Linked DNA regions of Gossypium hirsutum: region 2 is linked to region 1. The links are chromatin contacts, called in public Hi-C maps. All regions are on one chromosome and are shown on one strand. Each heading gives the region's core, a stretch centred on a gene start, on an enhancer-like site or on the middle of the called end of the contact. The rest is flanking DNA. Distances are from core to core; before and after follow the strand shown. Region 1 holds the start of LOC107889147 (topless-related protein 1). Region 2 overlaps LOC121206108 (a long non-coding RNA gene).

The links. A called contact is a pair of places that touch in the nucleus more often than the background predicts.
Region 2: a contact with region 1 is called in a Hi-C map of leaf, with 4 times the contacts expected there. The contact joins the enhancer-like site here to the promoter of LOC107889147 in region 1. A contact is called at or near these places in 24 of 34 Hi-C or Micro-C datasets (anther, callus, fibers and 5 more).

Annotation. Positions count from the first base shown.
Region 1 is chrA09:63,062,931-63,070,206 of Gossypium_hirsutum_v2.1, forward strand. It overlaps LOC107889147 (topless-related protein 1), which reads right to left and starts at 4,136. Exons shown (of 26, transcript XM_016813483.2): 1 at 3,916-4,136; 2 at 3,469-3,597; 3 at 3,139-3,318; 4 at 2,902-3,015; 5 at 2,657-2,815; 6 at 2,368-2,545; 7 at 2,158-2,281; 8 at 1,896-2,005; 9 at 1,623-1,788; 10 at 1,408-1,517; 11 at 1,263-1,332; 12 at 1,080-1,153; 13 at 901-996; 14 at 722-817; 3 more. The coding sequence starts at 3,548.
Region 2 is chrA09:63,098,953-63,106,228 of Gossypium_hirsutum_v2.1, forward strand. LOC121206108 (a long non-coding RNA gene) reads right to left here. Exons shown (of 4, transcript XR_005901090.1): 4 at 6,909-7,276. Among protein-coding and RNA genes, the nearest start is that of LOC121206108, 6.5 kb to the right of the region's middle. Within about 2 kb of position 3,284, at least 1 of the 9 cell types and tissues checked has an H3K27ac peak or open chromatin away from gene starts, as enhancers often do. A contact at or near this core is called in leaf, where this site is marked.

The sequences.
Region 1 (7,276 bases), core at 2,886-5,385:
ATCGCATACCATCTGAATTGGCCAAAATCTTAATTCCATTATCATTGGCTGAAACAGCCAGGAGAGAGCCATCTTTATTAAAGCGGATCCGTGGGCTTGCCTAGGAATTAGGCAACAACAGAAGTAAGTAGCTGATATCTTCAAAAGTGATATAGAATTTAATTGAATACAATGAACTTACAGGAAGGCCTCCTTCGGCATCATAACTGGTCAAAGGTTGAACATTGTCCATATCCCAGAATTTTATCGAGAAATCATCACCAGCAGCCAAATACCGGTTCTTAGTTGTATCAAATTGCACAACACCTAAAGAACGTTTACGGAATCCTTGATAGGTCCTCTTCACAGCCCCTTCACTTTCATTCCATTCTACGATAAATGACTCCCCTTCTTTACTGGTTCCACATGAAAAAAGCCTACAATATCCAGCCATCAAACTAACTTTAATCACAATAATTCTTGACAATCAGCTTAAGATAAATATACGAGTAACGGTGCAAGAAAACTAACCTTGTACCATCAGCACTGTAGGCCATGGTTGTGCACCACCGACCAGGAGCTTCGTAGTCAACCCGTGATCCCATGTTATCATACAACCATGCCTTTATCTTTCCATCTAAGGCAGTTGAAAAGATAAACTGAGGCCAAAAAAGTCAAAAGGAGGCACATCAGGACAGAAACAAATGTGGAGAGGGTAAGACATCTAAAGCCACATTATTACCTGAATGTTCTCTTTATAGTGAGGGCAGACAGAATACACAGGAGCCTCGTGACCTTCAAAGGTATACTGCTTCATACCATTGGAAGCATCCCACACCTAACATTACAACATGAAATTAGCAAAGACAAGCAATTTTTCCTCCTAGAATGATAAACAAACACGTAAAATGATAAACAAACCTTAATTGTCTTGTCATCACCGCAAGTTATTACACAAAGTTGCTTATTTGGAAGAGAGAATGCAATATCGTTTACTCCACCAACATGAGCATCAATCTAGACAGGAAATTTTAAAATATGAATTTCAGACAGCCAACTCAAACTCGAGAGGACTATACAAATCCAAGATAGTATAATACCTCAAGATGCTGTCGAACTTCATCACCACCATGGTAAGAATATATTTGCACAATATGCCTTGAATAAGCAACTCCTGTTTTCCAAACAGATATGGCATCTCAATCAATGTTCCCACACTACCTATATCTATATAGAGGTTCTAGCAGATAATCATAAACTAATTCTAATGGATTAAATCTCACCGAATAAAGAACCATCGGGACTCCAAATTACACGATTTACTGAGACAGCAGGATCTTTGACTAGAGCAGCCTGAATTCAAGCAGTTAAATTGTGTTTAGTATGTCTAAAGAGAAAATACAGTAAACAACAATTAAATACACGAACCTGAAGAGGCATTGAACAAACACTAAGATCCCAAACTTTGAAGTTCTTTGAAACCAGCCGCTCCCGAGAGCCAACTTCCCACAAGGCAATGTCTCCAACATTTGTACCAACTGGTTCATTGTATACAGAAGTCTATTATCCAAGATCAAAATACCAGCCAGCCAAAGGCAGAAAACCAAATGCAACCATAAATAAAAGGCAGAAGTATAGCAGACCTAGAAGTAGAGTCTGCTGAACAGGATGGAAATCCATGCTCATAGGAGATGAACCCTGATTCAGAGTTCTTGCAACAGCCTTCGGAAGATCGTCAGGTGCATTGAAAGTTTGACTGTGACCATGGCCCGGAAATGTTACCTGCAGCACATTGACTGGCAGATTTACCTGCACAAAGTGAGCAACTATCAGTAAAATAACCTAAGACAGAAAGACGCCCATAACCACAATACACCCAAGCCAAATTAAACTACTTTAACCAGAAACCAGAGTACCTCATCGGAAATCCCCATGGGCCTGGCCCTTTTGGAAACATGATCAGAGTCTGCAGATGGGTAGTCTACAGACGGATTAGTTGGAGGAGTCCTTGGATGCTTCAACGCAGCTATAAGTCAACATGAAACATGGCTAGAGTTAAAAGATGAAAAAGAACCAGAAGAAGGAAAGATATCAGCATTATGCTAAAAAGAAACCTAGAGAGGGAGTGATAACGGAAGAAAGAAGTTAAAAATCCAAAAAGAGAAAAGAATAAACTACCTGGTATTGAAGACGCACCAAGACCAATGGCACCAGCTGAAACTGCTGGATGAGTTACAGCTGAAGGACTTGACATCCAACCTGCAAGGGGTGCTGGAACCGGTGCAGGCGTAGCTTGAAAAGGCTGATGATGTAAAATAGGGAATGTTAAGGAAAGTATATCAATAATAAAAGAAATTTTTTATACTACTATCTAAGCTGTGTACCCACCCCATGAGCACCTAAGGGAGGAAAACCTCCAGCTTTTGGTAAGGATCCAAGAAGTGGATTATTGGCAGGTGATGGTGCTCGTGCACCATTTGGCTGCCCACATGAGTGATCCACAAAGAGAGTTTTTATATCTGGATTTGGTCTCGGGTTTTTACAAAGTTGATGCTGCCAATTCAAGCTGTAGTTGCACAAAAAATCAATTGTCCACTAAAATCACAACTACAACAACTTGACTTTACTGAAAACACCAGTCCCAATACAAGCTCAAGAACGGCAACAATAAGATTACCTCTGATTAATCAGGGTTCGTAACCTCGAATTTTTAAGGGTCGGGAACTGCAATTTGTCACGGAATAAAGGATTTGCTTCAATAAGCTTCTTGAGTTCAACTAACATGATTGCTCTAGCTGACTTTGTATCTCCATATTTCGACAACTGTTCGTTCTCTCTGTTATGAAAGTAACACATTCTTCAGCACATTCACTATTATTTATTTTACCTCAAGACTTTAACAACTAAACATGAGCCCCGTACCTGAAATTCTCCAAAGTCAGAAGCTGAGTGATTTCCTTAAAAAGTTCCTCATTAAATGTAGCAAAAACTTTCAAATCCTTAACTAATATCTCCACAGCTTTGGATCGATCATGCCTTACAAAAATTTAAGCAATTCCAGTTGTAACCGAATTCGATTATCAACAACGTTTTCAATGATACATAACAAACTAGTGATTAATACAATAAATCAAAATTGAAAAGTCTGCAAAAACTTACTTATCCAATGCCTCAAGATACTTCTGCTTTCTTATCTCGAAAAAGATTTTCATGGAATATCGATTGTCATCGACCTTGGTAAAACCAGAGAGGTATTTCTCCACCTCATCCCAATTTCCATTATGCACTTCATCCTCAAAATATTTCATATTGAAGAAAAACCCAGATTCCTGTTCAAGCCTATTTAAATTCCAATAATAAAGAATACTTTGATAAGCTGAAATCATTACATTTCAAATTATGATTTAACCATAAATACACCATACGATATAACCTTTAAAAGGTACTAAAACTAACATTCTATTAATTAAATTAAAGAAAAAAATTTACTTGTGAACAGTCTCTTTAAACTTTTCCTCATCTAGGAACTGTAAGATCAAGAAAACAAGCTCTCTACTGAGAGACGACATCGAAGCCGCCCCGTTTCAAATCCCAACGCTGAAACGAAAATCACCAGATCTACAAAGAGTTGCAACAAAATACAAAAACAAAGGGTCAGCCAAAAATACCTTAAAAATCCCAAAATAAAACCTAATATTTAAAAATATATATAACTAGATCATTGAGCCATCTTTAACCTCCCCTAAACAAGCCACAAAAGGGTAAAAATTCTACGTTTTTGTGGGGGATTAAAGAGAATACAAAATAGCATCTAAAAACACATAAATAAAAAAGCAAAACAGGAGACCAAACAAAAGATAAAAAAAAAAAAAACAAAGACAGCAACAGATTTGTTAGAAAATCAACTTGTTCTTTAGAAGAGATCGAGTTTCAGACCCTTTAAGAGGTTAAAAGAACTTTCTCTCTTAACAAAAAAAAAAAAAACCAAAGGCAGGCAGAGATTTCACTTTCTCTCTCTTCTCTCTCTTTTGTATATCCTTTTTATATAAAAACCCAACCTACAGCCTTGCAGAAATTGAGAATTTTAAAGGAGGAGGCAGATAAAGAAGATGATAAGTACAGTTACTTATCACATGATAGCTTATTGCAAAATGTACAAGTTATATGGACAAGGAATGAGCAAATTTATAAATACAGTGAAGTAATTGGGCCCACTTAGCCGGCTACTTTGTGTGGAGTTTATCGGCGCGTAAGCCATTCCATTAGTGGAGATTATTACCAGCGTTGAGGTGTACCGTAGTTTTCCTTTTGAGCCCGTCGATTTTGAAGTGTGTTTTTTCTAATGTTTTGATCCAACGGTTAAGGATAGTGATTAAGATAAGGGTGAGAAGTAGAGGAAGAGAACCTAGAAAGCGATATATACTTTTCTCGGATCCCCAAAGAAATGAAAGTTTTCCTCGACGGGGAGATCCAGGGAGTCTGACCCTGGATTTTGCTAAATATTACGGAACCTGCCATTTTTCGAGGGAAGAATGGGGAAAATATAATTTATCATATCACGTAATCACGAATTTAGTCGTGAGATATCGTACCGATAAGTTGCTTTTGATTTTGATTTTAAAAGCAGACAATAATTAATTAATAAGTTTTATATTACATATATTAATGGTGCAATATTTTACGATTAAACTACATATTGGATTTTTTTTAATTATAGATTTATAATTAAATTAGTCTTATTTGCTTATTATATTTTTAATTTTAAAATTAAATAAAATAATAATAAGCACTTTAATGCACGCGGTCAATTGAATTAATGCTTAATTAATAAATTAATAGATAATGTTGTAAATTATTTAATGTTAAAATAATATAATTAGGCATTTTAAATAATTTAATTTTATCATTGTTTAAATTCTTACTTGTTTTATTTTAAAACTAAATGTACGATATTAACATGATGTTTAATAAAATGAAAAATTAAATATTAAATTTTGAAGTATAATTTAGTAAGTACTAAACTCGGATTATAAAAATTGTTGAAAATTAATAATTGTTAAATTGTAAAATTGTTCATTTTTTTTCATACATTTTGAATAACAAAAATATGAGAAAATATATCTAAACTGATAATAAAAATAATCAATTTAAATTATTGTGGATTGATTGTTATTAAATAAAGTATAGAGTACTCAATTTATTTAAGACAAAACGAAATTATTTAATAAAAATTTAATGACAATAAAGTTTTGAGTTAATGGAGTTATGATTAAAGTTTTTGTCAAACATTCGTCTCGTGCAAATTTAAACTGCATTACCCTCATCTTTTATCTCCATTATTGAATTAAAAAACTTTAACAATAAATATAATTTATTTATTTTTAATAACACTATATAATGTGCTTCATTAACTATATATAAATTTATCTCTGAAAAATAATTGCAAGATAAATCAAAATAATATTATTAAATCAAAATATTTTAAAATAATTCATTTTATTTTCAAGAAAATAACATAATAATATATATAATTTTTTACAATATCGTTCATCAAATATACATTTTTAATTTTTTAAATGTAACATTATTTAATAAATTTTGGGAAAAAAGCATTATACAATAGTTAAATGATCGGATTTTTTTTTTTTTTTTTTTTTTTTGCTTTCTTTGTTTGGTTGCGGAGATGAAGGATCTTAGATTGGTGTCATAATCTAAGGGGGATATATATATGTAACCTAACATACTAAATTTAGTACACGTATAGGACATAAGAAAATTAAAATAAAACTATACTATGCATCCTGGGCAAAAAAAATTAAATATGATTTCAGTTAAAATCATAAAATTATAATAATTAAAATTAGGCTTAAAGAATAAAAAAATATATTTAAATTTTACTTATTTTTCTAGTCGGTTTTATTTATTTTTGTCACAAGTGGTACTTAAACTATATTTTATTACTCAATATAGTACCTAAATTATGTTTCATTACCCAAATGACCCCGGGATGTTAGTGGGGTGGGTTTTGTTGGGTCTCGCCTCACTTCGCACTCAATTGGGCAGGAATAGGTATAGGTTTCCTGAGTGATGGAGCGAGGATGGGGATAAAATTAGATTCGCTATGGGTCGTGGGGTAGGCGTGGGTACGACCTTGTACTCGCTCATCCCCATCCGCCCGCCTGCATAATATAATAAATATATTTTAAAAAATTATTTATAAAAACTTAATTTAATAATTATCTTAATAGTATTTTATTAATTTAACAGTATTTAATTTTTGTACTTGTGTTGCATTTGAAGACATTTATGATGTATTTGAGACATTGTTTGTATTTGGACATTATGTAAGGATTTTATTTTCTTAATTTTTAAACTCGTGTTGAAGTTATATTTTATTTACCAATTGAAGAGTCGCAAAGACTTTTTTTTTAATGTTGACAGTTGGAATAATGTCACATATGTGGTAGGAGTATGAAGGATAGGTATTTAATACTTTTTTTCATAAAAAATTTGGTTTATATTTATTTAACTGATACTTATAAATATATTATATGAAATGGGTCACGGGGGGTATAGCGGGGATTATGTGGGTCTAGGGACCCACGTGCATAGTGGGGCGGGGATGCTTTTAGTCTTATGGGTCATAGGGCGGGGATGGTTTTGGGTTTTGTACCTGTAGCGAGTTGCGGAGCAGGGATGGAGATGAAAATTCTTAGTGAGGATAGGTGCGGTGGGAGCACTCCCCTCACCTGCCCAATTGACATCCCTAACCCCAACCATAAAAAAAAAACCACTTAGCCAATCATTTTGTGGCACGTAGTAATTTTTAACTAAAAACAAAAAAGGTTAAATATTATTTCCTTTTAAGTTTAAAAAAAAAATTATCTCTTTTGTTCTTCACCTATGAACTCTAGGGATAGAAAATTCAATAACTCATTTGAAAATCTCATCCAAAACTCGTTTTCACCGACAAAACCTAGATTTCAACAAGCTTCTTTTTCCTTTTTAAACTTCGATTTCAATTCCTTTCTCACTCCAAACCAAAATCTATATATTATTTTTCTTAAAAATAACATTCTTCATTCTTTTATATATACTTTGCATAAAATAATTACTGCTAGGTAAACTTCTATAAAGAAAAAACCCAAAGAAAGCATGAAATTCAAATACATAAAAGAAATCAAGTAAAAAATGATTAGAGGATTGCCAAAAAAAAAATTAAAAAAATCTTCTTTTACAAGAGAAGAAAGAAATGTGGGAAATGAGTGTGTAAAATTTGAAAATTTTTAATTTAGTT
Region 2 (7,276 bases), core at 2,034-4,533, 35 kb after region 1:
TCGAAGTAAAATATCGTGATATGATACGAAATTTTACTTGCCTTTTCTTTTATTTTTAGGCCGGATTACTTACATCAGGATATCAATATGGTATACAAAAATTAAATAAGATTGGGTTTTTGTTGTAAATATTACGTGACTAAAAGAATAATGTAATCTTAATTTCTTTTTAATAAATTTATTATAAGTTTTGATTATATCGGTTTTTATTAATATAATGTTTAAAATTATTTATAGTTCATATTTAATTCATAAATAGGAGTATACTTTAATACACTTAAATTCACGTCTTCTTATATTAATAACAATATTTACATTAATTGAACTAAAACTCAATCAGTAAACATAATATTAAAATGATATGTAAATAATTCATTCAATAATTATATTATAAGTAAAATAGTAAAGTGATTACAAATAATATTTTTTAAAATTTAGGTTCAATTTTTTAAATATTTTAACTTTAATTGTTTTATTTAAATATTTTATATATTAATAATAAATAACGAAAATATATCATACTAATATTTATTTGACCAAAAATATATTTTTTAAGTAAATTTTTCATATAAAGTTGATATTAAGTACACCAACTCAATTCATGACGTTAAATATAAATATAAATTATAGACAAATATATAAGAATACTTTTTTATAATATAAATTATTGACGTTTTAAACCTTATTTATTAAAGGAAGCTACAAAAGACCTTCCCATCTCATGCTCACCTTTTTCTTCTCTTTTTTTTTCCCTTGCATTTTACGGAAAAATGGTCAAATATCATTTTTCGTCTCTTTATTATACTTCAAATTAAGATTTTCACTTGTATATAAAAGAACATTCCTACTTTGACACATGTCTCAGTGTTTATTATTAATTTTTTTGCATTTCACAAAAAAATATCAAATACTATTTTTGTGCTATTTACTATACTTAAAATTAAAATTTAATTTTTATATTTAAATTTTTACAATATTTTAGTTTTTTAGTAATATTGGTTCGAATTATTAATATTGATGATTACTCTTATTAAATTTTTTTATATGATTTTTTTTTAAAAAGTACTATTTTAACAAAAAAAATCTTTTTAACATGATGAGTTTGAATTTTAAAAAAAAACCAAATTAGCTACTGAAATTTCCAACGGTACTAATTATTTCAACTAACTAAATCACATGGTTTCTTCCTCTTTTATAGTCATTACATGATAATGGTAAAAATTACAGTTTTGATTTCTCTATTATGCTCACATTTAATATTTATTCTTTATATTTTAATTTAAAATAATTTGATTATTTATTTTTATAAAAATTTTCAAAATCATACTGATGGTCGAACCGATTAGACTACTGATCATTACTTCAACCAGTTTGATTGGTTCGATTAAATACATTATTAGAAAATAAAAATATTTAAAAATAGAGAAAACCAACTCAATCAATCCATTGACCGGTTTGACCGGTTTACAAGTCAACAAGTTTGACCCTTTATTCGAGTTTGGTACCCCTACTCACTGGTCCAATTGGTCGGTCCAGTCTAGTTCTAAAAACAATGACTTTTACAATGACATTAGTTAGTCCATATAATTTACGTATTTATATGTGATAGCTATCATATTATTTTGCTATCATATCTTTTGTATGCTAACAAGTGCCGAAGGATAAAAAAATTATTTATAATTAAAATGTTAAAAGTGATTTTTCAACTATATATGAACATTCTGACAAAAACAAAAAAGAGTATGAGTGTTGTAAAAGGGTATGGCACTGTATTTTTTTTCTAGGTCGAAGTTCAGTTTTGGTCAGTATACTATGCTCAAATTTAAAATTTAATCTTTATACTTTAATTTTTTTATTTAATTTGGTACTTCAACTTTTATATTATCATAAGTTACCCCAAATACTATTTTTTTTTTCAGTGTAAATTAGAAATCACACTTTAATTTTTTAAATATAAATATCTTTTATTATATAATAAATTGTAGCAAGAGTTATTTTGCTATTATTTATGATTAAGTGTTGTAAATATTCATAGATTTTATCAATAAAATTTTTAATACCATGGTACCGTTTTGTAAAAAAATAATTACAAATATTATTTTAAATAATGCTTTTAATTTTTTATATATAAAAAGTGCTTTTAACCATTAATTAGGAGTAAAAACTCTTAAATAATTAAAAATTATCAAATAATAAATGTAAATTTTTCATGACAACTTGGAATTTAACTTATTTTGGGGAAGAAATATCCCTTTCCAAAATATATATAATATTGTGTACACAATAATTATTAAGTTATATTAATTTTACATTATTCATAAATTATTATGCTCAATTTATAGATTATTAAATGAATAAGAAAAATAAAATAAAAATCAAAGAGTCAAGACTATTGATTTAGAGTAAATTCAAAATTTTAAATTTTTATAATAATAATTATTAAAATATTTGAAAAATTAAAATAATTGACATATTTTAACTATGTTTATTATTTTTAACAGTACTACTTTATATTAATTATACGAAGTAAAAAAAATTGATAATTTAAAAAATCAATACGTAATAAACAAATAGCAGGGTTAATAAAAATAAAAATATTTTAAAATTTAAAATATGTTATTTTTAATTTTATTACTAAACTTAAAAAATTGTATTATCAATATTAGATTGTATGAACATCCGTATTGTGTGTGAAGAAAATATAGTAAACTAATATCAACAACAAGAATCGTAATCTTCATCTTAACCACCCCTTCATTTTAGTATTGTAATTTAAACTATTTAATTTATACGAGATTTCTAAACAATTTAAAATTTATTTAAGAACATAATTTTTTAATAAAAAAATATTATTTTTAAAATATTTGTTTAATTCATAACATACGGGGATAAATCACAAAATTGTACATTAATTATGTTTAATCTGTAATTGTATACATAAACTTTAATTTTGTACAATTTTATATATAAAATTTTGATTTGATCCAATTCTTGTCAAATTTTAGCACAGTTATTTATATAACATCCTTTTATGTTTATATAATGTATGTATATAAATAATTATATTTATTCTATATAAAAATAAATTAATATATTTATTTCTTTAAATATCTATGATTAAATTAAAATTTTAAGTATCCATTTAAATTATAATTAAAATTTCGTATGTAATTACATTAAATTAAAATTTATATATATAATTACATATTTTAAAATTTATGGTATGTACTATAAATAACAAATCATGAAATAAAGAGGAGAAGGCAAGCAGGTTGCCGTGTTTGGCAGATGATATTTAATGGGCTATCATGCTATGTCATGGAACGTGGAATGCACGCGCCATTTACGTTGTAGGAGATTGGGATTTTCAAGCACTTCGGAAATCATGATAATCGATAATTAATTGCACAATTATTCTTATCATTATCGTGGCACGGATTATTCAAACATAATCTAAATACACCAATTTTTTCAATTTTTTTAATAACATTTTGCTTTAAGTAATAAGGAAAATGATGTTATTATTATTTTTTAACAAATAATATTTAGAATGATCTATAATTCTTCCCTAATCTATAAATAGAATGATAATACTAAAAACTTATGTCCTCTTACATTGATAATAATGTCCATATCAATCAAGCTAAAACGCAATCGACAATATTATTATTCTTTAATGAAATAAAAATATTAACAAGAAGATTCATGACTAGTTTCTCATTGCTTTCAAAAAACACTTACGAAAAGTTTTGTTTAAGATTTAAATATTTAATATTACTATAAAAAACACTTCTAGAAATAAAGTATTCATTTTAAACATAATTTTGCGCAGTAAAAAATATGTGTTTAAATAATATTTAAATTCGTTAATATTACGATATTTTAGTAAAAATATAAGAAAATAATTTATTGTAACTATCATTATTAATATTTTGATATATGAAATATAAAATTTAAATATTAGAAAGCAATTAATATTAATTTTTTGTAAAATTTAATTTTAATATATAATCTATATTTTAAATATTAATAAAGTCTAACCATTACAAATTTAAATATATAAGTTATATATTTGAAATAAATTTCAAAAGAAAAATAATTTACCCCCAATATAAATATTACAAAAATAACTTGGATTATAAATAAAGGTTCAAAATTGTTTTTCCTAAAAAAAAAAGCTAAAAAGAAAATTGCTTTTCAGTTAAAACACATTGTTGACTTCAAAAACTGTCTGTTTAGTATTGCTTATAGCTTCAAAAGTACTTTTTCAAAAACAATGTAAAACAAAGCTTTATAATGCTTATATATATATAACTTTATCATACACATGTTATTACAAATATTTCCTAAAATTTTTCCACGATAAAATAATTATTCATAAAGAAAAAATACTTAATTTTAATGAGTATTTTGTGTTTTTTCATTTTATGATTATAAGAGGATGTGATTTTTTTAAAGGGACATTTGGTTCAAGAAATATAATGCAATAAACCTTTTTTGGGATTTAGTGCTCTTAGTGTAGTTTTTCGTTATCATGTACTTGTAATTTTTGAACAAACTGATTTAATAAAATTACATCATTTATATATTTATTTAAATAATAACAATTTTATAAAACACACGAGCAACCTATACATTGCACGAGATAAAAAAATTAGTATATATATTTATTTTATTTTCTTAACTTAATTTAACAACAACAATAATCTATAATATATACAAAAACACGAGTTTAAAAATTTTTTGAACTGACGAGAGTACCATTTATTTTTCATTATATTACTAAATTCTCGTTTAAAAATAATTATAATATTTAATTTAAAATTATTAGCTAAAAAATTGAAATAAAATAGACGTTATGATAATTATACATTTAAAAGAAATATAATTTAATAGAATTTATGATAATGATATATTCAAAAATAATTATAGTTTAATTCACAATAATTAGTTTAAAAAGTCTTTACAACTATTAGTTAAAAATTTGTGCTAATTTTAACTTATGAAATGATCACAATCATGCGCGAATTTAAAACAATATGACTACAATTAAATCTCAAACTTGTCATTTATAAGTCAATTACCTATCTCATTGTTAAATGCACTTATTATTAACATTTATAGCTCAATTGTAGACTTAATAGAACATATAGGATATGCGAAAAAATTCAATAATTTGAACCGAGGTGCCACTGTTATTTGCACGGGTGTGTTATTGCCACTTGTACCGTAGTGCCACAACACTTGCACCATAGTGCCACTATCACTTGCGCGTATAAAAAGTTTTCTAATGACATGTCATTTATATTCTACTAATTCTCATTTTGTCTACATAGGTATTTGAATATATATATATATAATTTCACTACATTTCTCAATAAATAAAAACAATTCAAACTTTACTCTTTTTTTGTTTTTTTTTTACGATTTAGTTCTTATCTATATAAAAACAACAATCATCACATTTCACTTTACATTTATTTTATCAACATTTAACACTTCACTTAAATGTTTTTATCTTATTATCCATTTCACCTATCCAACTTTTATGCTTTTTGCAATTTAGTTATTTTTCCAAAATTCACTACACATAAACTAAACTATTCGATTCATTATAATTTAACATCTTCACTTTCAAATACATTTCATAATACATATTGTCATTTTCATATACAAATAAATCCCATGAATATTACTAAAACCAAATTATCAAGTTTTCATTTAAGTTTTAATTAGGTAAAGTAAAATTCTTGTGGTACTTACAATGAAATGCTTGGAATTAACTCTTTCTTCTTCCTTCACTCTTTTGTTACTTCTTCACCTTTATCTCCAACTTGATGGTCACTGCTCTTCTGTTTCTGTTCATTGACATAACACACATATACAATATTTATTATTAAAACAATAATCACAAACTATTTTCATGCACTTTTAATGAGATAAACATGAAATCCCTTAATAAAACTTCATCACTTCAACTTTTCTCAAATCCCTAACTTTTCTTCTCTCTCCTCAAATATGTATACTAGCTAACTTCACAAGAAATTAGCTTGTCATGGAGTTGTTCTTTTGATTTCACTAAAAATCTATGGAAGAAATTTGAAGTTTGAGCTTGAAAGGGTTGGTAATGGTGGAAAAAGGACCGAAAGGGAAGAAAATGAAAATTGGCTAAAATGGCATGACAGAGACGTGGAAGAGAAGATGAAGATGATGATGTTGAAAGACTTTTTCTACATCTTTTTATGTAAAAAAATCTATTTAATCTTTTTTGTATTTTAAATTATTAGTAATATTTAATAATAAAAATCTAATCATCCGTTGGAAATCCTTAACATTATTATTCATGAAGCAATAAATTGAGGTGAACTTAGGGTCATTTTCTTTAGAAAAAAAAATCTAATCATCATATCAAACAAGTAAATCACTTTGTATTTTAATCTCATCCACGACTTAAATGTACTTTTTTCCTCAACAAAAATATTTCTACTATTTAAATTGAATTCAAGTCAGACCGGCCCAAAATGAAAAATTCTTGCCTAAATTCGACTCAAGTCAGGGCCAAATAAATTACCGAACCCTTAGATAGGTCTAATAGACTACCCTTTAACTGAAGCTAATCAGGAAACATCTTAACCAAGTCGTTTGTAGTAAGTTGATAAAAAGCAACCGGTGGTAGAGCTGAGAAATTGAGAAACCATAATAAGTAACAACTCCATCTTTTAATCGGAGTATGAGCAAGTCCGAAACTAACTATAATGACATCCATAATGCAGCAATTACGTATTGAAACTAACTGGTATGAGTTTTGTGCTGCTGGGCCATACTTAAAACTATGGCATTTTTTTATCTGTTGATATAGTTTCAAAATAGCAACCCAACATACAATCAAGTTCCATACCAATTGAGAATGAAAGAAACTTAAGAAAATTTCCAGTGAAACAATATATATACATATATATGATTGCTGCAATCCTGAATAATTGACAAAACTACACTGCAAGTAAAATAGAGGGCAATCCTAAATATTCATTTTCGAAAGCATTAAACCTTTACACCTCAACTACAAACCATGTCCTAATAAATCTACCCATGTCTAAATATGTTTTCACTTTTGCTTTTGCTTCTTGCTAGCCTTTATCCCCGACTCGGAAGGTTTCCTGCGACAAATAAACATGAACTTGGATGGACTTAGTTTGCACACCCATTTCAGCTTGTTGTCCGTTTTCGATCAGGAATTCATAAATGCAGGTGTCACGCTCCAGATTGACTTTGTTTC